7 separate regions of the Mus musculus genome follow, and regions 1, 2, 3, 4, 5 and 7 are each linked to region 6. Evidence: chromatin contacts called from public HiCAR-type and promoter capture Hi-C data. All regions are on one chromosome and are shown on one strand. Each heading gives the region's core, a stretch centred on a gene start, on an enhancer-like site or on the middle of the called end of the contact. The rest is flanking DNA. Distances are from core to core; before and after follow the strand shown. Region 1 holds the start of Sec62 (SEC62 homolog (S. cerevisiae)). Region 2 holds the start of Mynn (myoneurin). Region 3 holds the start of Phc3 (polyhomeotic 3). Region 4 holds the start of Ttc14 (tetratricopeptide repeat domain 14). Region 5 holds the start of Cldn11 (claudin 11). Region 6 holds the start of 4930429B21Rik (RIKEN cDNA 4930429B21 gene). Region 7 holds the start of Prkci (protein kinase C, iota).

The links. Promoter capture Hi-C pulls out the DNA fragments that hold promoters and counts their contacts. HiCAR-type assays count read pairs that join an accessible place to other places.
Region 1: a contact with region 6 is called in a HiCAR-type map of astrocytes, with 4 times the contacts expected there. The contact joins the promoter of Sec62 here to the promoter of 4930429B21Rik in region 6. A contact is called at or near these places in 1 of 39 promoter capture datasets (pre-B cells) and 3 of 115 datasets of contacts at active chromatin or transcription factors (astrocytes, embryonic stem cells and large pre-B cells).
Region 2: a contact with region 6 is called in a promoter capture Hi-C map of pre-B cells, with 7 times the contacts expected there. The contact joins the promoter of Mynn here to the promoter of 4930429B21Rik in region 6. A contact is called at or near these places in 5 of 39 promoter capture datasets (the C10 cell line, hippocampal neurons, liver and 1 more) and 3 of 115 datasets of contacts at active chromatin or transcription factors (astrocytes, embryonic stem cells and thymic regulatory T cells).
Region 3: a contact with region 6 is called in a promoter capture Hi-C map of embryonic stem cells, with 4 times the contacts expected there. The contact joins the promoter of Phc3 here to the promoter of 4930429B21Rik in region 6. A contact is called at or near these places in 3 of 39 promoter capture datasets (embryonic stem cells, hippocampal neurons and pre-B cells), 1 of 484 Hi-C or Micro-C datasets (B cells), 4 of 115 datasets of contacts at active chromatin or transcription factors (astrocytes, embryonic stem cells, large pre-B cells and 1 more) and 2 of 9 other capture datasets (adipose tissue and liver).
Region 4: a promoter capture Hi-C map of pre-B cells shows a contact between it and region 6, with 10 times the contacts expected there. The contact joins the promoter of Ttc14 here to the promoter of 4930429B21Rik in region 6. A contact is called at or near these places in 3 of 39 promoter capture datasets (embryonic stem cells, liver and pre-B cells), 1 of 484 Hi-C or Micro-C datasets (pre-B cells), 2 of 115 datasets of contacts at active chromatin or transcription factors (astrocytes and large pre-B cells) and 1 of 9 other capture datasets (adipose tissue).
Region 5: a contact with region 6 is called in a promoter capture Hi-C map of embryonic stem cells, with 5 times the contacts expected there. The contact joins the promoter of Cldn11 here to the promoter of 4930429B21Rik in region 6. A contact is called at or near these places in 5 of 39 promoter capture datasets (the C10 cell line, embryonic stem cells, hippocampal neurons and 2 more), 1 of 484 Hi-C or Micro-C datasets (B cells) and 4 of 115 datasets of contacts at active chromatin or transcription factors (astrocytes, embryonic stem cells and epiblast stem cells).
Region 7: a HiCAR-type map of astrocytes shows a contact between it and region 6, with 4 times the contacts expected there. The contact joins the promoter of Prkci here to the promoter of 4930429B21Rik in region 6. A contact is called at or near these places in 4 of 39 promoter capture datasets (cranial neural crest, hippocampal neurons, liver and 1 more), 2 of 115 datasets of contacts at active chromatin or transcription factors (astrocytes and embryonic stem cells) and 1 of 9 other capture datasets (embryonic stem cells).

The regions. Positions count from the first base shown.
Region 1 is chr3:30,791,510-30,795,029 of GRCm38.p6, forward strand. It overlaps Sec62 (SEC62 homolog (S. cerevisiae)), which reads left to right and starts at 1,367. Exons shown (of 8, transcript NM_027016.2): 1 at 1,367-1,874. The coding sequence starts at 1,839.
Region 2 is chr3:30,600,463-30,604,300 of GRCm38.p6, forward strand. It overlaps Mynn (myoneurin), which reads left to right and starts at 1,625. Exons shown (of 8, transcript NM_030557.3): 1 at 1,625-2,233; 2 at 3,042-3,338. The coding sequence starts at 3,073. It overlaps n-TVaac8 (a tRNA gene), which reads left to right and starts at 808; the gene lies at 808-880.
Region 3 is chr3:30,967,332-30,970,942 of GRCm38.p6, forward strand. It overlaps Phc3 (polyhomeotic 3), which reads right to left and starts at 2,084. Exons shown (of 15, transcript NM_001165954.1): 1 at 2,043-2,084. The coding sequence starts at 2,056.
Region 4 is chr3:33,798,196-33,802,275 of GRCm38.p6, forward strand. Ttc14 (tetratricopeptide repeat domain 14) reads left to right here and starts at 1,988. Exons shown (of 12, transcript NM_027619.4): 1 at 1,988-2,241; 2 at 2,761-2,885; 3 at 2,996-3,195. The coding sequence starts at 2,084.
Region 5 is chr3:31,148,045-31,151,809 of GRCm38.p6, forward strand. Cldn11 (claudin 11) reads left to right here and starts at 1,876. Exons shown (of 3, transcript NM_008770.3): 1 at 1,876-2,331. The coding sequence starts at 2,106.
Region 6 is chr3:32,363,575-32,367,607 of GRCm38.p6, forward strand. 4930429B21Rik (RIKEN cDNA 4930429B21 gene) reads left to right here and starts at 1,915. Exons shown (of 1, transcript NR_027966.1): 1 at 1,915-3,864. It overlaps Zmat3 (zinc finger matrin type 3), which reads right to left and starts at 2,091. Exons shown (of 6, transcript NM_009517.2): 1 at 1,930-2,091.
Region 7 is chr3:30,994,330-30,997,945 of GRCm38.p6, forward strand. Prkci (protein kinase C, iota) reads left to right here and starts at 1,442. Exons shown (of 18, transcript NM_008857.3): 1 at 1,442-1,756. The coding sequence starts at 1,656.

The DNA.
Region 1 (3,520 bases), core at 117-2,616, 1.6 Mb before region 6:
TGTTTACATGTATATCCATTAGGAGTAATTACCTGGCTAAACATTCATCCCCTGTCACAACTCTACAGGGTCACAGAGAGTTAAAAAACATAACCAAGTTACTAGTGAAGTTTTGTATAGATAAACCCAGTCAACATTGTATCTTCTGTCCTAGCACCTATAATATAATCGTAGTTCCCTTTTTATGACTTTTGGTTAATGGTTTTACAACCTTTTGGAATGTGCTCTGAGTAGTAGAGGCAATTAACTGGTGACAGAGACTGGCAGAGTTCTCATTGCAGTTTTGACAGCTTAATACATACTGGTACAATTTTAGGAATCCTTACAGGATCATCATTAAGAATTAAGTCATCCATTTGTCTATATAGCATCCCTACAAGACAGTACATCTCTGTAGATCTGCAACTGCAGAGATCTGCTCAAAGAGGTAGGCTAATACCTAGTGATTGTTATATATGTTTAATAATAACAGGAGAAGCATATTAATAGTAGGAATCTTTCCTAAAATTATTTTCTCCTGGGCTTTGCCTATGGGAGCAAATCTGTCACGGATTATGTTAATCTGAGGCACACAATCTCAGGGAGATCATCTGCTAGCTATTAGCTTGTCCTGACAATCATCTGGGTAGGAAAGGCTAGAGAAAACAAGATATTGTATGTTCCAAGTTTTGTGTTAATACGTAAGAATTATTAGTTCTCCCCTGCTTCCTGACAGCAGAGCCAAATTACAGATCTCTTGAGAGTAGAATTGCATAGTTAAAAACAAAAACCACCAACCTTCAGCTATCTTAGTATATAAATGATCAGGCATCAAAGTACTGAGCTTTGCTTCAACTACATATTATTATGTCAGATATATGAAATAGAAAACTTTAAGGATTTTGAAATTAAGTTTACAATGCAAAACTGAAAAAAAAAACCACAACAACAAACAGGCTACCAGGTTCCATGATGTTTGGGGGGGAACAGAGAAGACTTATAAATTCAACATACACACACATCCCATGTACACGCAAAGTGGATATAAAGGACAAAAGAAATTTAAAATGATTAACTGACTCAAGGGATAGAATTAAACTTTATTGGTTTTATCTTTTCTGCATTTTTTCAACTTTCTTACAGCCACAATGTCATCAGAACTTGTACCTAAGCACTTAACTACCCATGTCTTTGGTCTAGAAAGTTCTGGAATAATAGTCATATAGCAGGTCGTCAGAATAGTCATATAGAAGTGGCCTGCAGTCTACTGCATCCCAACTAGTCTTGCTCCTTTCCACCTTAACTTCCCTGGGCTCATCCAGCCTTCTGGAGTCTAAGGATGGGTTGTGAGGTGTCACGTGAGGAGCGGACATTCCAAGGCTTTGGGGACGAGCTGTGTTTAATGGAGTCAGACTCTGAAGTTGTTTTCCACCTTTTAAGGGGAACTTGGCGGGACTGAAGTGGGGTGCCACGGGGCTCGCTGGGGCAGGAAGCGCCACAGGTGACGCTGTGCGCCCCGGTGGTCCCGGCGGCGTCAGCGACTCTGAGGGGCGGGGCCCGGGGATCTGTGTTTACACGCCAGCCAGGTGACTCGGGCGTTCAGTCAGGGCTGAGAGCCGACGCGACTTGCCAGCCTCCAGCGCTCTGACTCACGTGGCGCCGGCCTCCGGGACCAGAAGCAGAAGCAGCCCGCGTCGTCCGCCACCGCACGGACGGCGGGAAGACCACGGAGGCCGCCCCCAGCCCAGAGCCCGCGGCGGGTTACATAACGGGCCGCGAGCCGCCGCGCTCTCGCGAGATCTCAGCCGCCCCCTCCCCGACTCGCTCCACGTCAGAAGGAACCGGGCGGAGCGGCCAACATGGCGGAACGCAGGCGACACAAGAAGCGGATCCAGGTAGCTCGGCGGGGCCGTGGGACCGGGGACGGGCTCGGGCGCGCTGGGACGAGGAGGGACAGGGGGAGACGTCCCGAGCGGCCGGACGCCCGGAGGCCGTCTCCGCGGGGTCGCGGCGCCGGGATGGTCTCGAGGCGGGACGGTGTTAGCGGCCGCTCGGCCGAGGGCTCTGTGGTGCGTCCGGGGAAGGAAGGAGGGAGGGAGGCGCGGCGCTCGAATCCCGCGTCCGGCCCCGCGTTCCTGCGGCGGAGGGCTCGGGCCTGCGCGGGGAGCGCGGACGCCAGGCGCCGGCCGGCCTCCCTCCCTCCTCCGTGTCTCCCTGGCGTCCCGATATTAAGGCCACGGTAGCTGGGGTGGAAGGAGGGCTGACCTGCGGCACCGCCGCCGGTTCTTTGTGCTTGCAGACGGTCGGTCGGTCAGCTGGCCCCGGGCCGCCCGGCCCCAGGGCTCCTTCCAGATGTTAAGCGGCGTGTGCCCTCCATTCCCCTCCCAATGGCTCTTTTAACCGAATAGCCGGGCTTGAACCTTGCCGGCTTTCTTCCAGGCGACACGATGTAAACAAACCCTGCCCGGTCAGTGCTGCAATGGGCTGGTGGCACCCAGAAACCTTCCACATGCCAGCTTGTCAGCCTCACGCCCTACATACTGTGCCTCCCTCATCCCTTATGAATGTCACCTGAGCATCTCTTCCCCGCAGTTTTCGCCCTGTTGGGTGTCCTTTGTTCGATGCACCTTAAACATGGATGTGAGCGCCTCAAGAGCTCACTCAGAAACCAAAGGCCTAAGTTGATGGTCTCTAGTAAGTTGTTAATATGTCAGTCACAAGTTGTTACACTCATTCTTGTCTTTCTGTTCCCCACGTAGGATGTCTTTTTCTGTTTTCCTTTTATATCCATTTTTTTAAAGACTTATCAAGTTATTGGCCTACAGGCCTTTTGAACTATGTAAGTTACAGTTGAAAACAATTTTAAATACTGTGGGAAAGATACCAGTGTTCAGTGAGTGTGGAAGTTGGCAGGTGTGACAAGATAATTTTGAACAGGTTACAGAAGGGAACTAGAGACAGATTCCAAGTTCACATAGGTTTTTAAAACCAGAGTGTCAAGACAATAGAAATTTCTAATTATGCTATTCCCAGGCTTTTGAAATTTAGTATTATGGCTTAATATGGATACTTACTTTATTAGAATTTGTATTGAAGTTGTTAAATTTGTGCTTCCTGCTCTCCTTATGTTTACCCTTGGCAGGACAAATTTGTACTTTTTTGCTCTTTACTACACATTATTTTACAGTTTTATCTGCTTTTCAATATTGCCATAAAGGTAATGTAATGTACTTTTTAAATCGCTGCTCATATTTCAGTTATGAGTGTATGTTAGACAGAAAAGCAGGTAGAGATGCTTTATGGTGCTCTTTAGTACCATAGCTACAAGTTAGTTATCTTATGCCTGTTTGTTCTCTAGCTCCACCAATTAGGTAACAAGGTTTTTTGCTTGCTTGGTGTTTTGTTTTGTTTTGTTTTGTTTTGTTTTTCTCAACTTCTGCATTTGTAAGAAGGATCATTTACCTTTGAAAAAGAAAAGGTTTTAGGGTTGTAGAGTTGGTATAAAAAGTTTAAGTTAATAACTTACTAAAAGTTATTAAAA
Region 2 (3,838 bases), core at 375-2,874, 1.8 Mb before region 6:
CCCTCCTTCCCCTTTTCTTTTCTCCGTTCATTTCTCTCTCTCTCTCTCTCTCTCTCTCTCTCTCTCTCTCTCTCCCTCCCTCCCTCCCTCCCTCCCTCCCTCTTCCCCCCCCTCCTTCCCCCCTTATTTCATCCTTTTCTTCATCTTCTGGATTATATCTCTAGGTCCTCCGAAGCTAATTTTCATTTCCTGAGGTTGATGTTTTAGGAATAAGAACATGTCTGCCATTTGGTAAGAATATAAATGCCTTAGATCATTATGAAGTTCAGTTCAGAAAAAGAAAGTACACTGCGCAGCAAAAAATGAACGTCTTGGTGTCTGGTTTCGCGCATCCTTTAGGGGCTTTAAAACAGCACACAAATAGAAGCTTTGGTTTCGAAGCAGGATGGGGAAAAGGGTAATTTACACGTGCTTCCACCAAAACCCGCCAAAGCACTGTACTGCGCCAAATCACAGGCCCTGGCTACAGCGCGCCGCTGCTTCCCAGCTGGAGGAAAGCATAACCTGTCTAAAATGAGAAAAAAAATGAAATTCGGCCAGGAACTAAGTGTGCCTGCTGGTCTCTAGTGGTGTACCCGCCGGGCTTAGCAAAACAAGAAAAAGACAGAATGAATGAAAGGAAGGAAGGGAGAAAAAGAAATTGCAAACAAGTTCAAACTTTTAAATAGTCTCAGCCTGTTAAGTTAACTGTGCTTTGTTAATATTTTTTCTCTCTCCTCATTGAAAAATGCATAAACCTTAAACAGGTGTGAAACGTATATGACGACATCACATAAGAAGAACATTTCAACACACCAGTGCAACCAAGTTTCCGTAGTGTAGTGGTTATCACGTTCGCCTAACACGCGAAAGGTCCCCGGTTCGAAACCGGGCGGAAACATATCTTTTAAAACGGTAACCCGCCCATTAAAGAAACGACCTTGAATCAGCTGTTTTAATGTTGATAACAAACGCCCCAACACACAGACGAGAGCAGCAACAAAAAGGGCTGATGAAGTAGGTAGCTACTGATTCTAGAAGGCATTCTCCCAATCTCTAGCCTCTGAAGCATGTCTGTATTCAGTTTTCTCCCCTCGAGATTCCATTTCCCCCCCCTCCTGTCAGGCTAAATTTTGTTCTTAATTTATATGTCAACTTCACTAAATATTTCAGAATTAACACATTATCGAAAGGGTTTGACAAAAAGATGAAATTAAAAAGAAATTTATACTCAGACATATAAAAAAGTAGCCTCAACATTTTTCTTATAAAAACGACTCGTGGTTTTATTCACAAATTCTTCACAGAGATATAAGCAAAAAGATTCCGGTATGGAAAAAACTCTCAGAGTTTTTGAGACTGTCTTTTAAATAAAGTCACAGGTAAATTCCTTAAAAAGCATAAACGTAACTTATACCAACAAACGTTTCAGTTGTGCTTTTTAAGATTTATGACGTCCGCAGGTTCTAGGGAAGAACACATCAAAACTTAACTTTGCTCTTCTCCCTTTACTGCACTAACTCTGATTTCGAGGTAAATAACTGTGCTAAAATTATTCTGGTTCAGACGTAGGAAAACCTTTTCCGGTAGAAAGCCCACCTTCCTCCCACGTTGCGCATGCCCAGTGTGCCCTGCTGCTTTGCTTTGCTTTCGAACATCTCATCTCTGTTGCCAGGTAAGGGCATTCTGGTAGATGAGCTTTGGTGAGCCGGTTCAAACAGAATTCTGGGGGTCCCAAGAGCTTTCGGATATGCAAAAGAGGAAGGAGTGATTGGTCTCGACTTAAGCATATCCCTCCCACTCGCCCCGGTCAAGAACCAGGGTGCACAACACAGTCATCTCCACTGGAGGGGCGCTAATGAAGACAGGATGACAGGCGAGGAAAAGAACTACAACTCCCAGCATGCAGCGCGCAGCGCGGTTCCCGGAGAGGCCGGCTCTGCACTCAAGCCCGGTCTCCATCCAGAATCTGGGCCGACAGCTGCGGGCTGACAAGGTGAGCAGCTCGCACCGGATGCGAGTGAGCAAGGAGGTGTGATCCGGAGACCTGGGCATGCCGGGAAGTCAGGGCTCTGAGACCCAGCTCGCCGGCCCTAGTAGACTTTTAGCGTCCTATCTCCGGTGTCCCCAATGGACCACACACCCGGACGTGACGCTATCGCAGAGGAGGAAGGGAGAGGCGGAGCGTCGCAGTGACGTCCTCCCAAGATGGCGGTGAGAGAGTGAAGAAACTGTTTCCCTTGGGCGGCTACGGGTGAGTGCCGCCCTCTGTCTGGCCTGTCGTCCCTGCGTTCTGGGATCCCGGGGTCTTATGTGGTCCGGCGCCTCGGAGATCGAGCGCGATTCGGGGCGGAGGAGGGTGTCTAGGCAGAGGCAGCGTCCGCGGTATATGTAGTCATGGCCGGTGCCGTGGGAACTCGCGGGAGTGCAAGCTGGGAGTGCAAGGCAGCGGTGGCCGGGGACTGGCTAGGACTGTCGCCCTCCGCCGCTGCCAAGCAAGCAGCGGGCAGGCAAGGGGTGTGTCCTCCTCCGGAGAGTGATGGAACCTTTGACACAGCGGGTCGGGGCGTTCCCGCCCCCTTGCACTTGCCTGGAGCTTGGAACCTCACCATCTCTGCTTACAGGGTTCAGTGATCAGAGAGCAATGGGAACAACTCGTATCGTGTTCTTATCCTGTTTCAAGGAGGCTTTTCTTAGTCTATTTGTTTAAGCACCTTCAGGTAAAGATGCCTGTTGGAGCTTAAAAGTTTGAGGGGTCAACTCTAGAAGCTTAGGATTTTACGGCCCTGTTTACAACTGTGACATGTTTTTTTTTGTTGTTGTTGTTTTTGTTTTTGTTTTTTTCACTGCCTTTTATTGCATTAGTGTTCTAGTGCAGTAAAACAAAGAAAAGCATTTAATCACCACGAGTGTTCGATGAGGCTTTTGGGGGTTGGGAGGCAAAGGAAGAGCTGTGTTCTTTGGGTTTAGTCTTTTGTCCCACACTCCCTTACCGCTGCATGGGTGAATGTTTGATGAAAGCTTACGGCTATCAGTTCACCGTCTCTTCTTGTCTTTTTTAGATCAAGGGTGAAATCCCATTCTGCTAGCAAAATGCAGTATTCACACCACTGTGAGCACCTTTTAGAGAGACTGAATAAGCAACGGGAAGCGGGATTTCTTTGCGACTGTACCGTAGTGATTGGAGAATTCCAGTTTAAGGCGCATAGGAATGTGCTTGCCTCCTTTAGTGAGTATTTTGGGGCGATCTACAGAAGCACTTCTGAGAACAATGTTTTTCTTGATCAGAGTCAGGTGAAGGCTGACGGATTTCAGAAACTGTTGGAGTTTATATATACAGGAACTTTAAATCTCGACAGGTAAAGTACATGTTTTTATTCAGTTATAAAATCTAGTCTTTAGAGCTAGATTCCTGTTTTTCCAGTTTGCTCTCCATGCTCATTCTCAGTGTTGTTACACAACACACACACACACACACACACTATAGCTTCAGTAGAACTGTTGAGGATGAAAAGATGTTTGGTAAGCACAAAAAACACATTAAAGCTGGTGGTGGGCGGCAGAGGCAGGCAGGACCTAATAAATTCAAGGCCAGCCTGGGCAACAGAGGAAGTTCCAGGACAGCCAGGGCTACACAAAGAAACCCTGTCTTGAAAAAACAAAAACAAACAAACAATACACATTAAAGTCAAGAATTCCATCTGACAGACTTATTCACCAAAAAAAAAAAAAAAAGGCTCTATTTCAATTTTGCAAATTCTGAATTTAAAGTAGGTTTTCCTTTGGTCTTCATGTCCCTCAGGCCCTCTCTCACACAGTCTCTGTCCGTTGCTGCTTCTAGGGTATTTGGAGTAGAGTT
Region 3 (3,611 bases), core at 834-3,333, 1.4 Mb before region 6:
AGCCTGGGCTACACAACACCCTTGTTTCAAAAAAAATAGATAAAATTAAAAATAAGATCCTAAGGACATGTTAGTGGGACTGAAGAGATGGCTCAAATGGTTAAGAGCACTGTTATTCCAAAGGACCTGGGTTTGATGCCCAGCACCCACACAACCCTCCAAAACCCAGTTCCAGGGGATCAGATGCCCTCTTCTGGCTTCCAAGGGACTGGGCACATACATGGCAATAATGTACACACATATACGCAGCTACCTATACGTAAGAAATTTTAAGTTCATTTTTTTCAATTCTCAGTAGCTTTTCTTAGACGACACCATTGTCCTTACTAACTCTAGTGTCAGAAGTTTAGCTTGATACCGGATTAGCCCACTTAAGTAATAAATAAGAAATAAAGAAATAAAGTAGCAAATATAAGCAACTTCTTACATCTTTACAAAAATCCCCCCCCCACAGAAAATTGCTCTAAAATTTGGGGGTGTGGAATATAATTTATTCAGCTTCCAATGCACAACCAGTAAAGTACACGTTTGTACCAAACTTTCTAATCTTTTCCCTCCAGTATTATGATCTTATGTCATTTATGTTGTAGTACAAATTTTTACCCACTGAGAAATCTATACTTTAATAAAGCCAAGCCTCTAAGGGCTTCCATGCTGTTACAAACTAAAACCACAGTAGCTGTCACCCCAGGCTCAGAAGGCCCCATGAGAATCCACTGGATTCCTCCTTCCTTGTCTGTCTTTTTCTCCTGAGAAATAAAAGTTGAACCGGCTGGCATTCCCACCGTCGACAAGCCTGTAACAAGAACATTTACTTCTCTTTCTTAAAAATCAAAACAAAATAGGGTGTCACTACGTAGCTCAGGCTGGCCTCAATGAGACTCAGGAGTCTCCAGCCACCATAGGCTGTATTAACAGCTCCAATATACAAGGGAGAAAGTAAGGTGAAAGGAAAAACAGATGGGGCTGCTAACTTCTTTTAGTGGGAGCTGAATCACATTTTTAGACGTTCTGCTGTTCATTTCCTTCCAATCAGCAAACCACAGTATCATATGGCACCTGCTCAATACTACACTCAATCAGCAGTAAGGTAAAATCTTGAAACTACTGCGTGTCAAAACACTTTGGCACCGGGACCAATGGCATCCAAGCCACCACCGTAAACCCTGGCCTTTCAAAGTCTTATTCTGCTCAGCTGTGCTCTCAAAGCCCAAAGGCGGGCGAAGAAGACAGTGAGTTCTGACGAACCAAAAATGGTCAGGGAACCTAGACAGTAATTCTAAACATTGGATGTGTGCAACTGGGCAAACCATCGCTTTACATTTCGAGGCCTGGTACAAAAGAACACTTTCGGGGAGCGCACGGGCTTGGCACGGAAATACTTGCCGCGTTCAGCTCTGGCACTCCAGAGGCCTACCCGGGAACCTGAAGTTTCAAGTCGCCAACTGAGCATAGCATCACAGCGCTACCCAAGAATGCGGCCCTCCAGGGAGGGAGGCTCGCCGCCGCAGCCCGAGCCCGGAGGGGGACTGCAAGGAAAGGCCGGGGAGGTGGGGAGCCTCGGCCGTGGGCCGCAGCCGCTGTCCGGACGCCTCCCTGCGCCTCCCCGCGCCCCCGCCGCACGGACGGACGGACGGACGGACAGACAGACGGCTACGGGCCCGCAGGAGCCAGCGCGGAGGCCCGGCGGCGCCTGCCCAGCCGGACACACCTCGGCGGGGACCGCGGCTGGAATGACAGCCCCGGCCGAGCGCCGCAGGGCTCGCGTCCCGGGAGAGCCCGGAGACTAGGGTCCCCCGGGTAGCTGTGCGCTTAGGACCACACAGCCCCGGGACCGCACGGCGCAGCACGCACTCCCGAGGGGAGGCTGGCTGGACCTGCCATCCTCCTCCCACAGTCGGGCTTCTCCACCACGCCGTGGCTCCCGCCTCGCCTCCGCCCTGCACCGCCAGCCTCGGAGCCCCAAGAGCTGCCTCGGGGGAACGTGTCGCAGCCCTCACTCGCCCCCCGGTTACGACATCAGTCACCAGCAAGTCACTCACTCCGCTTCCGCCATCTTCTCTCCTCCATCACTAACACGAAGTGCGCATGCGCCTCCTTTTCCCCCTGCAAGAGCCAAGAGCCGAGGGGCGGGATCTGGGGGGCGGGGGGCGCAGAGGTCACGTGAGGCCAGCGACTGCCAGGCTCCCTCCCACCTCAACTCTCTCTGTGAGGTGGCCTGTGTTTCCCTAAGTGGTCCTTCCCAGACACCCTCTATTTCTATGGCTCAGAATCTTTGTCTTAGCCCGGGGTCTGCGACGAATATAGAAAAAGTTCTGCTTAGCGCTGGAAATGTAGAAGTTGCTAGAATACTTTCAGAAACGTGCATCAAGTCTTAGGTTCAATACCCAGCCCCACATAAACCAGACATGGCTAGGCCCTTAGAAAGTGTTGTTTTGAATAAAAATTCAAAGTCATCCTAGACTATATAATGTAAAACAGAAACCCCATGATCCTGGTTCTATAAGAAAGCAGACTGAACAAGCAGCAGCCCTCCACAGCCTCTGCATCAGCCTCTGCATCAGCTCCTGTTTCCAGGTTCCTGCCCTACTTGAGTTCCTGTTCTGATTTCCTTTGGTGATGAACGGTGCTATAGAAGTGTAAGCCAAATAAACCCTTTCCCTCATGTCCTGCTTTGGGGATGGTGTCCCCATACCTTGCAAGGGTAAGCTTCTGTTTCCTGAACCTAAGATATCCTGAAAACCATGCTTTTTAACCTCTGCTGAATTTGTAACCCCATGATGTATACTCCTTTGCCTTGCTAAACTCCTGAACATCTCTGATGACTCCCCTTCCATATAGTGTCTTACCCTTGTATACCTCACAGCCGGCCTTGAGCCCTGAGTCCCCCCATTCTTCTGTCCTGGTGCTAACAGCCAACGCTCTCAACAGCTGTAATCTATCAACCCTAATCCTTGCCCCACAACAGAGACCTCAAAAGCCAGTGAGGGGCTGCTTTCTGAAACCTGAACTTGGATGAGGCAGCCTTTAGCCAGTCTAAGTATAGCTTGCTTAATCAGACAGTTGTGGAAATGTTTTTCCCCACCTCGGGTCTAACAGAAATTTTAAGGCTAGCCTGGGATATGTAAGACTGTGTTTAAAAAAAAGAAAGAAAGAAAGAAAGAAAGAAGAAAAATTAACTACAACTATAAAACATTAAAAATATGTATCCAAAATAGTCTGAAAAGTGGATTTTGTAGACATACATACACAGTGTGACTTTGCTTCATAGATCCAAGAAATAAGCAAATCTCTGTTGCTCTTGACTGAGAAAGAAGCATAGTGATCGTAAACAGTGTCTCCTATTTCCTGAGATGAAGTGCACTAATCTCAGTGTCTCAGGGTTCCATTGCTGTGATGAAACACCATCCCCAAAGCAGGTCATGGGAGAACGAGTTTATTTGGCTTACACTTCTATATCACCGTTCATCACCAAAGGAAGTCAGAACAGAAACTGAAGCAGGGCAGGAGCTGATGCAGAGGTCATGGAGGGCTGCTGCTTACTGGCTTGTTCAGTCTACTTTCTTATAGAACCAGGATCACCAGCCACAATAGGTGGGGCCTGCCCACAT
Region 4 (4,080 bases), core at 738-3,237, 1.4 Mb after region 6:
ATCTAGAGACTGCCCTATTCGGGGATCCATCCCATAATCAGCCTCCAAATGCTGACACCATTGCATACACTAGCAAGATTTTGCTAAAAGGACCCTGATATAGCTGTCTCTTGTGAGACTATGCTGGGGCCTAGCAAACACAGAAGGGATGATCTCAGTCAGCTATTGGATGGATCACAGGGCCCCCAATGGAGGAGCTAGAGAAAGTAGCCAAGGAGCTAAAGGGATCTGCAACCCTATAGGTGGAACAACAATATGAACTAACCAGTACCCCGGAGCTCTTGACTCTAGCTGCATATGTATCAAAAGATGGCCTAGTTGGCCATCACTGGAAAGAGAGGCCCATTGGACTTGCAAACTTTATATGCCCCAGTACAAGGGAACGCCAGAGCCAAAAAGGGGGAGTGGGGGGGAGGGGAGTGGGGGGGGAGGGTATGAGGGACTTTTGGGATAGCATTGGAAATGTAAATGAGGAAAATACCTAATTTAGAAAAAAAAAAGATCTGAGGCCACACCTTAGGTAGCCACATTAACCTTCAGTGTTATAGCTTTATGCCTTTATTCTTATCTGTCTTCCACAAACAAACAGAGTCACTCCGAGCCAGGGCGTATTTTCATCTTTAGAGTCTAGTGTTTGTTACAGGATATACATATGTGTTTACTATTTTTTGTTTGTTTTTTGGTTTTTGTTTGTTTGTTTGGTTGGTTGGTTGGTTTTTCGAGACAGGGTTTCTCCGTGTAGCCCTGGCTATCCTGGAACTCACTCTGTAGACCAGGCTGGCCTGGAACTCAGAAATCCACCTGCCTCTGCCTCCCAAGTGCTGGGATTAAAGGCGTGCACCACCACGCCCGGCTTATGTGTTTACTTTTAAGATGAAATTTGAAATCACAGTAAAAGTAGGGTTAGAAACCAAGCAGTGAAAATCTGTTTGGAATATTCTGCTTTCTTCATTTCCTTCACCATTTTCGTACCCTGTACCACCCCCTCCCAACAGTTCATTAAACTATTCATATTTCTTTAAAGTTTCTTGGAGAGTTTTTAAGTTAAAAAAAATGTAGGTGGGGTTGTAGCTCAGTGGTAGAGAGAATCCTTGGCTAGCATGCTGAAAACCCAAGCACTAACCAACTCCCTCACTTTCCATTGTACCCCCTCTGGTCTGGTCAACTATCCAGTGTCCTGTCCCTTTCAAAAATCACGTATTTGTCACGAAAGAAAATGAATTCGAAACCCCTGTAACTGGAAAACAAACAAACAAACAAAACAAACAAAAAAACAAACAAAAAACAAACAAACAAACAAAAGCCCTGATGGTATGGGTGTGGTGCCCAGGTGTAGAACAAAGTTGTGTGGGGTTATGGGTTACACTCGGTGTAGAGCTAGCACTGAAGTGTAGCCAGCAAACGCTGGCCAGTTTTAAGTAAGCCACCTAAAGCACTCGGTACCAGTGTGTACCAGGCAGCCCACAGATATCACCCTAGTAGTAGGCAGCTTATCCTAAAACTCCTACAAAGCCACGCCAGAACAGAGCATGCGCGCTGCGCTTTAAAGCTCTCCGGGCTGGTGACAGCCACATCCCTCTAAAAGGCAGCGAGAAACAAGGTGGACACGCCTCCAGCCGCCGCCAAGTCAACTGTAGGTCCTTGTCTGTCTGCCCCACGTCGGTCTAGCAGGCAGCTTTCCTGCGACCGCCACCTTGAGGCAATCCTGAGGGGACGCGGGCGCCGCCCCGGGCAGACAGGACTGAGGAAACTTCCTCCGCGGCCGCCCAGCCACCCTTGCACCGCTGAACTCGGCAGCACCCGGTGAAAAAGAGACCGGAGCTCTGGCCTTGGCGACCTAGGAACCACACAGCCCGACGTACGTGCTAAGCTCAGGCGTCCCCACACGTCACACCTCCAGCCTTACTCCGCCCTCGGCGCCAGACCCGCTTCGCGCTTCCTGCGGGTTCCCGTAGTCCCGCCAGGTCTCGCGAGACTGAGGCAGCTCGCCGCCGCGAGCGCTTCCGGGAGGTTAGCGCGTCCGGGCAGCTTCCCTCGGCTTGCGGGAGCGCGGGCTCGGACGCCGGAGCCTGGCGGGCTCGCCATGGACCGCGACTTGCTGCGGCAGTCGCTGGGCTGCCACGGCCCGGCCCTGCTGTCGCTGCTGCGGAGTGAACAGCAGGACAACCCGCACTTCCGGAGCCTGCTGGGCACGGCGGCCGAGCCAGCCCGCGGCGCGGCGCCTCCTCCGGGAGCCGGCAGGTATCGGGGCCGTGACCCGGGCCGGGGCGCGGGGCGGACAGGAGGGACCGAGCCCCGGGGTGTGTGACCAGGCACTGGCTCCGGGCTGAATGGCCGGGATGCGCCTTCCGAGCCGCCGCCAAAGCTTCCCTGCTCCCGTTTCCAGAGAGAACGGGCTTAAAACTTCTTCCGGAACTCAGTGGGTAAAGTCACTTTCCATCGAGCGGCCTGACCTGACCGATTCCCAGGCTTCGCAAGGGTAGGCGAGAACCAATCCCAGCCTTGTCCTATGATCCCCCAGTTGCACACGGTGGCACATGGACGCCACATCACAGCACTAAATAAATGCATACTGAAAAGCTAAAATAAATAAAACTTCCCCTGGAGACACTAAGCAGGGTTGGGTGATGAAAACTGCCGTACACGAGTTTGGATGTATGAGAGCGTGGATCAGTGAAAAAAAAAAAAAAAAATATATATATATATATATATATATATATATATATATATGTACATGTATATAGTCACCTTTCTTTTAAGGAAAGAGAAGAGAGTTGACAACATTGAAATACAAAAATTCATCTCTAAAAAAGCGGATCTGCTTTTTGCACTGTCTTGGAAATCAGACGCATCTCCACCCTCTGAAGTGCATGACGACAATGACAGTAAGTTTAGTCTGAGAAGCTTTTCAAGATTTACTGGTTAGTTTAAAGCATTTTATCAAAGGAGAAGGAAGTCAGAATGATCGTGGTGATTTGGTTTTATTTTATTCCAGATCTTTATGCGGTCATGCCACCCTTAGAGCAGTTCATGGAGATGCCAAGCATGGACCGGAGAGAGCTCTTCTTCCGAGATATTGAACGTGGTGATATAGTGATTGGAAGAATTAGCTCTATTCGGGAGTTTGGTTTTTTCATGGTGTTGATCTGTTTAGGAAGTGGCATCGTGAGAGATATTTCGCACTTAGAAATCACAGTAAGTCACTCTACACTCATCCCATGCAAAAATTATGTGCTTATCCAAGTCTGTTTACATTTACCTGGTAGGATATTGGGGGGGGAGGGTTAAAGATAAGCTGAAAAAAAAAAAAAAAAACAGTAGTTGTTCTTACCAAAAGCCTTAGAGAGCTGGACATTGACAGTACATGCCTTTAACCCTAGTTCTCAGGAGGCAGAGGTGGGCTGAACAGAGGTGGGTTCAAGGCCAGCCTGATCTCTATAGTGAATCCCTATCAAAAAAAAACAAGTACTAGAGTGTTACGTTTCCTCCATTGTGGGTGTTTCAAGGTTTGGAGAACTCTGTTTGCAGGTCAGTCTCCTTTTTGACATCATAGAGATTAGTGGTTGTGATGATGTTCATTGGTATTCTGAACAGATATCTTGTGGTTAAACATATGCTTAATAATTGCACATTAGATGTTCGTATGTAAGTAATCTAGCAAGTCCTTCCTATCATATTAAACATATAACATTCTCTCTCTCTCTCTCGCTGTAATAACGTGCTTGCCTCCGTTTGGAGTGCTTCACCCCAACACTGTTCATGTCGGCTCTCTGTCTCACCATGTGAAGAGAAGACATATACAACAGGAGGGTGCACACCTCATTTAAAATGCTAATAGCTTTTGTGTCTTGGTTTTTGGGTTTTTTTTGTTGTTGTTGTTGTTGGTTTGGTTTTGGTTTTTTGGGGTTTTGTTTGTTTGTTTGGTTTTGGTTTTTTGAGACAGGGTTTCTCTGTGTAGCCCTGGCTGTCCTGGAACTCAGAAATCCGCCTGCCTCTGCCTCCCGAGTGCTGGGATTAAAGGAGTGTGCCACCACTGTATCTTGGTTCTTAAAGCTAAAAAACAAGTTTTATTGTGGTTGG
Region 5 (3,765 bases), core at 626-3,125, 1.2 Mb before region 6:
AAAAGCAATGTGAAATGTTTTGATCCCGTAGGCAGTAGTAGTGGAGCCAGGCCTTGGACTATGCAGGCTGGTCTGGGTAGCTCAAATAGCGACTAACTTGTCAATCAACAGCACCAGGCCTGCGTCAAACACATTGCAGGAGTTATCCCCCATAGGCCACAGTAACAGTAATAAAGTGTTTGCCATTCTCACTCCAAGACCAACCCACCAGTCACATAGGCTGAGCCAGCCCAGTGCAAGGCCAACCCACCAGTCACATAGACTGAGAGACAGCCCACTCCAAGACCAACCCACCAGCCACATAGATATCCCACTAGTCTCCTTGATCAAGGGCAGTCTTGGCTTGAAGAGTTGGTGGCATGTATGACCCCATCCATCATGGGGATAACTGCAGCAAGCTCAACAGGATGATGAGCAAAATGTCCATTTGCTGAAATCTGCCACCATTTTAAATAGAATAAGAGGAGAGGGGGAAGAGGCCCAGGTGACTAGATCAAGCCATACAGTAAGATAAGCAATCCTTTTCTTGACTTAAAATTGCACAAGTCCGAAGCTGTAGCTCAATGGTAGAGCATTGTCTGGCTTGCTCAAGTCCGTGGGTTCATCCCCAGTGCCTCCCTCCGCCCAAGGGCACAGAATGAGCCTTATCTGAATGCGTGTAGAGAAGGGGGCTGCCTGGTAGCCTTTGCTGATAGCTTCTGCTTCCCACTCAATCTGGGCTATCGGTTTTCTCGGTGGAGAACAGAAGCTAACTTATTTACAGTGATCTGGGCAGAATGCCTGGCTTTTAATGTATCACAAATGGAACACCAAGCCCTTTAGGAACATTCAGAAAGTGATAACCAGGATGGATTCTCAGGAAAGGTCAGGGACAGGAATGAGCGGGGCCCACGGAGTCTCCTTCCTAGCTGTGTGAACTTCAGGAGCTTGTCCTTTGGGGGGCTGTTTCTTCTGTGTAGAATTGACAGTTGTCCCCACTGCAAAGTGTGGACAATTCAGTAAGCTGTGGTATAAGAACACATGCACTTATCAAGTATTAATAACAGTGAGTAATCGTCACCATTATTGTGACCAGAGTTAATTCTGCTGGCACCATCTTTATTGTGTTATTTGTTTCTTGCGAAGTGTGTATGTGTGTGTTTATGTGTGGCGGTGTGTGTGGGGTGTGTGTCTGTGTACACACGTGTGCACTAGGAGGATGTCCCGTGTCCTGCTCTATCCCCATCTACCTTATTTCCTCGAGCCACAGAATGGCACTGAACCTGGCTCTAGAATGGCAGCTAGCAAACTCAGAGGTCCTTCCGTATCAGTCTAACAGCACCGGGTTACGGACTTAGTAAGCACCATGGCAGGCTTTGTACTGGGTGCTGGGCATTGGGATTGAGGCTCTCTCGTGTGCCAGCGCAGTAAGGGCCCTCACTTACTAAGCTATCTAAGCCCTCTCCCCGGTCTTTTCTTATGGCAACATCGGAGTGCTGAATGTGTCCCCTCTGTTCCTTAGGGGCATAGGAAAATGTACTAGGTGCCCTTGGAAGTGTCCACAGCAGAGAAGAGGGAGCGGTCGGAGAGTTGGTAGAAGTTTAGGAGGGAGACATAGAGAGAGAGAGAGAGAGACTACTTCTCTAGGAGTGAGACTACGCTTAACAAACCCAACAGGAGCTGGACGCGCCCCCTTCACTCTGCGGGTCCCTATCGGGATGGGATTAATTTAATTCCCAGCGCTGACCGTGTGTCACCAGCCGTGGGGCAGCCTGCTGCCCCTCCTCAGCCCCTGCTCCCTTCTACACCCGCACCGAAGCCTGGCTTGCGATTGGCCGGCTCGTCTCGGGGGCTGTCGCGGATTGGCGCTTGCCAGCCCGGGCCCCGGAGTTTAAAGAGGGGGCGGGGACGCGCTGCCCAGCAGCGCTGCAGTCCCCTCCAGGCGCACCTGTCCCCGCTGCACGCTGTCGCAGCAGTGCTTGCAGCCGCTCTCTCCCCATCTCGAGTAGCCCGGAGCCAGCGGCTCGCGAGGGCCAAGAGGGCAAGCCTAGGGAAGGCTCTGTCCAGGACGACACAGGGGGCACAATCCGTGTGAGTCGAGCTGCGTGGACGTCGCTGCGGCCACCATGGTAGCCACTTGCCTTCAGGTGGTGGGTTTCGTCACGAGCTTCGTGGGTTGGATTGGCATCATCGTCACAACGTCCACCAATGACTGGGTGGTGACCTGCAGCTACACCATCCCCACCTGCCGAAAAATGGACGAACTGGGCTCCAAGGGCCTGTGGGCTGACTGCGTCATGGCCACTGGTCTCTACCACTGCAAACCCCTGGTGGACATCCTCATCCTTCCAGGTAAGGACTCCAAGTTTGCAAGCAGCTTCCAGAGGCAGGTTGGGCTAGAATTGGGGATTTTAGACAGGGCTCTCAGAAGTTTGGAGACTCAGAGACCTCTGGATGATACATTTTTGACATCTCCAATCCAACCCTGTAGGAGAATTAGTCCTAAAGAGCCACCTGTCAGCCTCAGTTTCTTTATCTGAACATGAGATGATAAAGGTAACACTGGTCAATCAATGGCTTTGAGAATTTCATGAATCAAATCATATACACATGGTGGGAAATCATATACACTATTGTTAATTCCCCATGATTTCATCATCCCAGGTACCCAAGCTAATCGACCAAAGAGACACTCCAGTCCTCCCCCCACCCCCACTGTGCCATCTCCAGTGGGCTTCCGATTAGAGCTGTCTATAGGCCCGAGGAGAAGAGAACAAAGGGCAATTTCAAATAGGTGTAGGCTGAGCTGAGCTTCTTAGACTGCATGGCACTCCGGAGTCACCCGGATGAGGTTCCGTTCACATTCGAGGAGTCTCTGGACTGCCCGGATTAGTGAGTCTCAGTTGGTTCTCTCAGTTCAGGGCCTGCTTATCTGACTTGTCACCATCTTTACCTACCGTTTGCCCCTGGGATTCCTGCAGTGACTGTGCTTCCCACCCTCTCTCTGCCAGGGTGACACCCTTCTCCAGTTCTGCTCAGCAGGCTGCTAGCTATTGGGAAGAACAAGTACCCTGCGGGGAGGAAACTCCACCAGGGAGACACACTCAATGCCTAGGGTCACAGAGTGGGGTGGGGTGGGGTGGTCGTGGTGGTGGTGGTGGTGGGGTCGGGAATGTCGGGCAGCCTTGGAAACCCAGGGTGAGGGAGTTTGGGAGGGAGCATCTTTGGGTGTCATGGGAAAGTTTTTGGAAACAGTTTTGAAACCTGTAGCCAGTTGGATGACTTGGGTGGTTGTGAGCACCACTTGTGGATTTCTGCTAGAAATCTGTCACCCCCTTTGGCTTCACTGTCACCTAGGTGAGGTGGCCTAACTCCCTCTGGCCTTGTCTGGGTCATGTATATATTTAAGGGCATAGCCAGGCCCTAAGGTCTCGAGAGGAGCTAAATTTGTGCCTTCTCCCGAGAGCGCATTGGGGTTTTCAGAGACTCTGTACCCCCTTTTAGAGCCTTAGGTGCCCTCTCTTTTACAGACAGGACATTTGGAACTCACCTCCCTCCTCACAGCTCACTCACTGCTGACTCAGCTTTATCCCAGGATGCAGAAGTAGGAAACGAAGCCAGGGCTTTGTTTATGTTAGGTGAGCTCTCTACAGTCTGAGCAATATCTCCCCTCCCACGTTATATTTTAAATTCTCTTTGCATTCTCTCCTGGTCCACACCTTGCCTCTACCACATAGTATACCACACGCTGCATGTCACACCTTCCACTTGGACATTCAGAAGAAC
Region 6 (4,033 bases), core at 665-3,164:
GCACTTGGGAGACAGAGGCAGGCTGAACTCTGGCTTCAAGGCTAGCCTGGTCTACACAGTGAGTTCTAGGACAGCCAGGGCTATGTAGAGAGAATATGCCTCGAAAAAAAAAAAAAAAAAACAAAAACAACAACAACAACAACGAAGTCTAACGTCCATCCTATTAGGAGTATCGTTTAAGCTCTTTTTTTTTTTTGGTCAACAGAATTCGGTGTCTTCGGCTACTGAGCTTCCCTGTCTGTGATGAAGATGTGTAGGCTAGGACACTAACAGTCTTACTAAAATGACTCAAGGACGCTTTAAGAGGGAAAAAAACATTTGTAGACACACAGTGGAGAGGAGCCACTGACTGGGAAGTCATTCAGTTAAGAGTGGTTAGTCTTAATATTTAGCAACACTTTTCATTAATCATAATGGCTAGAAAAGGATAATAATCAACTACCCGTATCTCTGGAAACACAAAGGAAAGTGATACAGATCTGATACATTTAAACAGTAAGTTTCTCTGAAACAATATTATGTCTCCCAACTAAGACATTCAAAGAGCAAAGATGATTAGGGATATTGGAGGCAGGGTAATGAAATCATCTTTTTAAATAGATTAACTACTTAGATAGAACGGACCATGTCATTCTGACCCTAACTTGTCATCCAGATTCTCTGTTAGATCATAGAGAAAGGACAGGGCAGGATATCAAAACATCTGGATATAGAAAATCAGCAATATACATAGAGAACCGAATCAGCATGCTCCCAAGACATGCCTGGGCTTGTTTCTCACATGCTTACTCCCACCTGATGAAACCCCAGCATGCGTGGCCCCAGAATCATGCAGCAGTCCTGCAGAAACAAGGCCCTCCTCCCAGCAGAGGCACAAAAAGGCCTTATTTCAAAGCAAAACACTGGCCGGCCGGGTGGGGTGGGGGTGTTTACAGTGCAGGTTTACCTATTATTACATTTTATGTTCATAATGTTCAAAGAAAGAATAGAGACCTCAAAAATACTGTTAGATTTAATAATCAACATAAGGTTAAAAAAAAAAGCCCTCCCCCAAAAGTCTATAGGTGACAATCACAACAGGTATTACATTTGGGTAAAAATAAATAAATAAATAACTCTAAAAATAAATAAAACCAAAGCTAAGCTTCAGTGAATACACAAGCTGAAATACAGACTCAAAAACATGCTCGGATCCGTTCAAACTGCTGCATTAATTTAAGAGACTAATTTAGAAGCTGTTATAAAAATACTTCTCAGATCTCAAAATCCATCCGATTGGACGTGTGCGATGGCAGACACGAAGGATGCACAGCGCTTGATGTCCTAATTTGGAAGGGAGCTCAGAGACACTAAAGAAAATCACAGCTCCACCATGTACCGGTCTGAGGGAAATGAATGACCACAGCACACGTTTCCACGGTTGGGCTGGGGCCTACTCCTCACCGGCTGTACTGCAAACAACAGCCTCCCCTGAGCAGAAACAGACCCAGGGCAAAGAAGAGAATCCAGGAACAGGTTCCTGGCGTCCGGGTAAAGTAAGGAAGGCTACCCCTGGGTATTCCGGAGAAGAGAAGACAAGAGAAAACCTTACTCAGAGGTCACCAAAACGTGGCAGGCAGAAAAACAGCCCTGGCAGGCTGTTTTACATCACAGAAGAAAGCTTAGAAGGGGAGGAGGCCTTGGCGACCCAGGCTCAGCATCTAGGACTCAAAACTGCGCCCCTGCAGCATCGCCCCCGCGTGTGCCATTCCCGGGCTGGGCAAGCTCACACGCATTCGGGTCCTGCGAGGATGCCGGCCGGGAGCACCGAGTCGCCGAGGCGGCTGTGCGAATGGCTGCGGGATCGGGATCGGTGGCCCGCTGGACGCCGCGGGCGAGGCTGACACGCGCACACGGACGCAACCGAGCGGACTCGAGGACCGCACTCACCGGAACCGGCAGGCCGCAGCCGCCCCGCCACCCCGCGCGCCGCTGCCCGCTCCAAGACCACTTTCTGCGCTCGCCGCCGCCGACCGGCCGCTCCGCTGCTGGAGGCTGATTGTCAAAAGTCGGTCGGAGCGGAGCCACCGGGAAACAGCTGCAGGAAGTGACTGCGGAACCGGGAGGCGGCGGCGGCGGCGGCGGCGGAGGAGGAGGAGGAGGAGGAGGAGGAGGCAGGGCTCCCGGCAGCGCTACTGCGCATGTGCACGGACAAGCGGCTGCTCCCGCAGACCCGGGACGCCGAGCAGGTGCGGAACAGCGACTCGAAAGGGTACCCTACCCTGGCCCTGATGGCTCCTCGGAGCTGCCCCAGCCTACCCTGAAAGCGATGAGGGCAGAAGCTTGGCAGAGCCTGGTAGGAGGGCGGAGGTTCTCCTCTGAGACCTGGAAACTGCACTCCTTGCGCCTCCGCCCAAAGACATTGGAAAGGAGCCCGCTCACCGGCAGGACCCGAAGGACTGCAGAAGTCCCCGGGATACCTTCAAGAGAGGCGCTGGGATGGATTGCAGCCCTAGCTTGTTCTGCCGGCTTGTACCTTCTGCATGTGAATACTTGTATAGTGGCTAGGGGTTTCTCCTTGGATAACATGACACGAATTTTCCATATTACCGGCAGAGTATGGTTTCGCAGCATCAAGTACTTTCACATTGTGTGTGGTTATTGTGTAAACCATAAACTAAAATGCCAAGATCTAAATATGGTGAGCCTCAACTCAGCCTAATAGACTGCCTATTTACACGGGAATGCAAGGCTATGACTGGAGCATGCGCCAACAACCAGGTACGGGCGGGCTTCGCGAATTCGAGGACTGTTCAGCAGACTAGACCAGTGTGCACCCGCCATCGGGAAGAGTAATCCACCGCACAGATGAGTTCAGTGCACGTGCTGTATATGTGAAAATACCAAATGGCTTCATTGTTTTAAAAGCAGCGGGGTAGAAACGCATTTCTCAGCCCTTTGTCAGAACTTTGCCATTCACTCTTGTTAGCTGGGACCATGCTGGGCCCTGGCTGGCCTTTCCCATCTGACAACCCTCATCCTCGTTTTCACCCACATGTCCCGTCTTATAAAATGGCTGGCAAAGGCAACGGAAGAAAATTAATTTTGGCTCGCAGTTTGAGGGTACAGTCCATCACAGCAGGGAAGCCATGAGAGCAAAAGTGGGGCAGCTGGTCACAAATGTCCATAGTCAGGAAACCGGGAGGAGCTGCTCGATTGCTTTCCATCCACGAAGCCGCCCACACTCAGGGTGAGTCTTCCCTCCTCGGTTTCTAATCCAGAAACACTCCTATTGACAGTCTGTACTATCCATCACAGGCCCATAGTCTAGCGTTACCTCTGTGATCTTACACAGCCTGTCCTTGGTGTTAAATGCCTTTCTCCCTGTCCATCCTTGCCCCCTGCAGCCTCTCCTACAAGCAACTTCCATGGCCTCTCGGGCCACTGCATGATAACAATCTCCATTCCTCACATGGGACTTTATTACATATACTACTACCTTAAACTCCCTGAGTGCAGAAAGAGACAGGTCTTGGAGTCTTCCGTTTATATTTTATAGTTTTATGTGTATTTGCATGTTGGAATAAAATCTAAAAGCTGAAAGTAGGGGCCTTACCCGCTAGCTCATACACATACATACACTCGATGTTCCAAATTTGCTGCCCCTGATCCTACAACTTACTTCAAACAGCTCAGGCATTTCCTTCTCTGGCCCAGGAAAAAGCAAGTAATCCCAAGATACTTGTTTCATAGAAATGTAAATCTCATGACAGAGAAAATGGCCCCACAAATTAGAGCTTTTTTTGTGAATCACTGGGTCTTATGAGATTCAGTAGCCCCCCTCAAATAAATAAATAAATAAATTTTTAAAATAAAATAAATGAAAGAAAAAGAAACCGGTCATATTCACCACCTTTACTAAAGGACAAAAACAAATCTCACTGACTTGTGGCTGAAACCTACTTTTGTGATTGTGTGTTGCTGGTCTGTTGACAGAAGGCATACCTCTATGGGACTTGAAGCACATGAGAGGATCAAAATCGATAGTGGAATG
Region 7 (3,616 bases), core at 192-2,691, 1.4 Mb before region 6:
TGGGAACCTGGGTTTGATTCCCAGCACAACTATCTGAAACTCCAGTTCCAGTGTATCTGGCACCCCTTTCTGACCTCTGCAGGAACCAGGCGGTGTGTGGTGCTCATACATAAAATAATAATTAAAAAAAATGACCATCAGCAATCAATCCATATTTAACGTGATGATGCAGCCTCTAATTGTTAAAAAAAAAAAAGTTATTTAGTGGAAATTTTCATATACTCCAAATTTGTGGACGTTGGATGAAGCTAGTACCAAGCTAAGTGTCACACATAGTAGCTCTGATAAAGCAAGCAACCAAATCTAATGTATGATTATAAAGAAAGCTGCTGGGTAGTGGTGACACATGCCCTTAATAGGACCCAGGAGGCACTAGCAGGCGAATCTCTGAGTTTGAGTCTAGCCTGACAGAATGAGTTCAAGGACAGCTACAGAGAGAAAACCTCTTACCAACCAAAAACAAACAAACAATAACAAAAAGAAAGCCATATCTTTGCTTATTTCAACAATTTGCACATGTTGCTATCTGAGCTGACCTGGTGGCTAGATTCAAGCTACCTTAAGGGTAGAGTAAGTGATACAGGCAAGATCTGAGGAAGTCCGAAAGTAAGTTACACGGACAGATTTTTTTTTCTAATTCTCGACCAGACTAGTGTAAGTAAAATAAATGCTAATGAACTGACACACTAGTTAAGTATTCACTGGGCACTTTCTTCTATAGAATGGCAATATTCACGGGTTGAGGGCCTTGAAGAAGTCTCTCTCCTGTGGTATCTCCCAATTGAGTTTCTTCTTTCGTTGCATTCACTAATGCTTTTGCTACCTACATTATTAAATTCTCCCCGAAAAGGATTTGCTGAGCAGGTAATCAAATCTTGTTCCCCCAAAAGGGAACTGTTTAATTTCAATGATCAATGAAATTGACATGGAGAATTTAATTGGAAGGAGATTCTACATCTTGACGAAGCCATCTTTCCAGTGCCCTCAGATACTCAAGCGGTTTTCAGGACTTCCATGCCTACAACTCCCGGGAAGCACAAGATCGAAAACGCGGCACTCTACACTTAAGGAACAAGTCCCAGAATCCCACCGGGACTCCAAATCCCAGAATCCCGCGCAGCAAATACATTCCGGAAGCGTGGCGGGCTAGCTGGGACGAGACTAAATAGAAGAAATAGGGGAAGCAACCTTGAGCGTGGGTGCTCTGTAGGTTGTTTTGTAGAAATCCTTCCATTTAAAGGCGTGGTTTACAATTACTTATATTAATATCCAAGTATATTCCCATTTCAGAGCGTCTGTTAGTAGGCTGGTGGGTTCTGTTCCCTCTGCTAGCCTCTTCTCCCCCCCGTGAGGATGAGAGCGCCGGGGCTCCGCGACTCCTGAGCCCGCCCTGCCGCGGAATGCGGCCTTGGGAGCGAGCGTGGTGGGAGGAGCCGCGGCGGGAGGCGTGTTGTGCCGGGCGGAGGGAGGAGCGCTGGGGCTCGGGCTTGGCGGCGAAGCGACCCCTTGCTCGCTCCGCGCCGCGGGCTAGGCGTGTTGGTCGGCGAGGCGGGCGGCCACGGCTTCCCGACAGGCTCGGGAGGCCGAGACCCTCGCGGCGCCCGGCGCTGCCCCGGCCCCCTCGGCCTCCTGCGGCGAGGCGGGGGAGTGAGGAGATGCCGACCCAGAGGGACAGCAGCACCATGTCCCACACGGTCGCGTGCGGCGGCGGCGGGGACCATTCCCACCAGGTCCGGGTGAAAGCCTACTACCGCGGGTGAGTGTTGGCGGTCAGGGACCCGAGCGATCGTGGGGGCGGCGAGAGGTGCGGTTGGTGGCACCCTGGACGTATGAGTGTAGGTCGCCAGGAGTCGGCGGAGGAGAGTGGGCGCAACCGGAGGGGAGGACAAATCAGCTGACGGAGAAATTTGCAACTGTTTCGGGACTGGGTGGATTGAAGATTTCGAGGGAAGCCTCTGTTCACTCACTACTGTGGGCACGCAAGCCTGGACTGCTTCGTTAGGTGGCTCCTTTCATTGCAGACAGGCCTGAAGCCTCCGTCTTATAAATCAGGTTTACATCTATCCTTCGCCGTGGGAGAGTTCATGAAATAAGTCTGGACTATGGTCAGAGAGCCGCTATAGGTGTTAGAGTTAGTACCAAAGTCGATACTTTTTAATAGGATGTGCACTGGATCCTGGGTGGTCAGAATTAAGGTGCAAATGTGCTGACCCACATTTTGGAAGTTAGGGTGAGCTATCGAAAGGTGAGAAGCCAAGGCTTTAAATTCTAGAAACGATCTTTACCCCACTTGATTACCAAACGTTTAAACTAATGTCTCTGCCAAAAGTAATCCAGTTCTGAGCATAGCCCAAATCATTTTCTATCGTGACTTATCATAAAGTTCTTCCTCTCCTTTGACTTCAGTGTGTGGTTTGAGATAATTTAGGATCTCTGCTGAGGTGAAAGGCCAGCGTGAGCATAAAGACTGGAGAGCAGGGATTAACAGAAGACCTCTCTGCTTGTCTAGGCAGAAATAAATTGCTTTTAAAAGCTTCAAGTGCTACAAGGTTAAAAGAGCTGTGCGTGCTTTCACATTCCTGAGGGGATCAGTGAAGATAGCAGACCTTCCCGGTTCTTTCTTGTTTTCCTTTCAAGAGAACTGAAGCTGCACATGTCTTAATGTGTACATGTAAGGCCTTAGATTTGTGTGTTATCTTCCAGCCTCTGACATTGACTGATTTGGGACTAATTCGTAGAATTTGCAGTAGACAATGTTCTTTTCACTTAAAACAGAGAAAATGAGGTTAAAATAGTCTCCGCAAACGCACTAATTTTTTTTTTTTTTGAAATTTTTAAAAAGTTGGTAGTTGTCATAATAATTGCTTTAGGCATTTTGGTTCATGGTCAGCCATGAACAAACTTTGCAAGATTGGAAGAGCCACAGCCCATCCTTCCGAGGACAAACACACAACTTTCTGATAATTTGAGAGACATTTGTTTTAGAGCAGTGGTTCTCAATGCTGCAACTGTTTAATACTCTTCCTCATGTTGTGGTGACCCCAATTTATTTTGCTACTACCTGTAACTGTAATTTTTCTACTGTTATGAATGTAACATGAATATCTGTGTTTTCGGATGCTCTTAGACCCCTCCCAAAGGGATCTAGATCTACGGATTGAGAAACGTTGCTTTTGAGTAGGTTCCACTTATAAAGTTAGCAGCCTGTGGCGTATTAGGTGTAGAGGAGGAAATGCCGTGGATTCTAAAGAAGCTGTCTAGTTGACAGGTTTACAGACGAGAGTTCAGTGTAAATGCGTGTGCTTGGTAAGAGAGTGCATATTGTGTACATGTGTCAGTAGCACTGTGGCTTTTCACCCTCCAGTCTCCAAAGGCTCTGTTGTGGGTAACTTCTTCTGCAGCTTGCATTTACTGTTTTAAAGGTTGTACTTATGGAGCTGGAGAGAGGGCTCAGCCATGAAGAACACTCGATGCTCTTCCAGTGTATCCAGATTGTGTTTGAAGAACCTGTGTTAGGTGACCCACAATACTGCAATTCTAGTTCCAGGACCCCAATACCCTCTCCTGGCCACTGTGGCACCCCCACCCCACCCCCCATACATATCACATGTGTGTG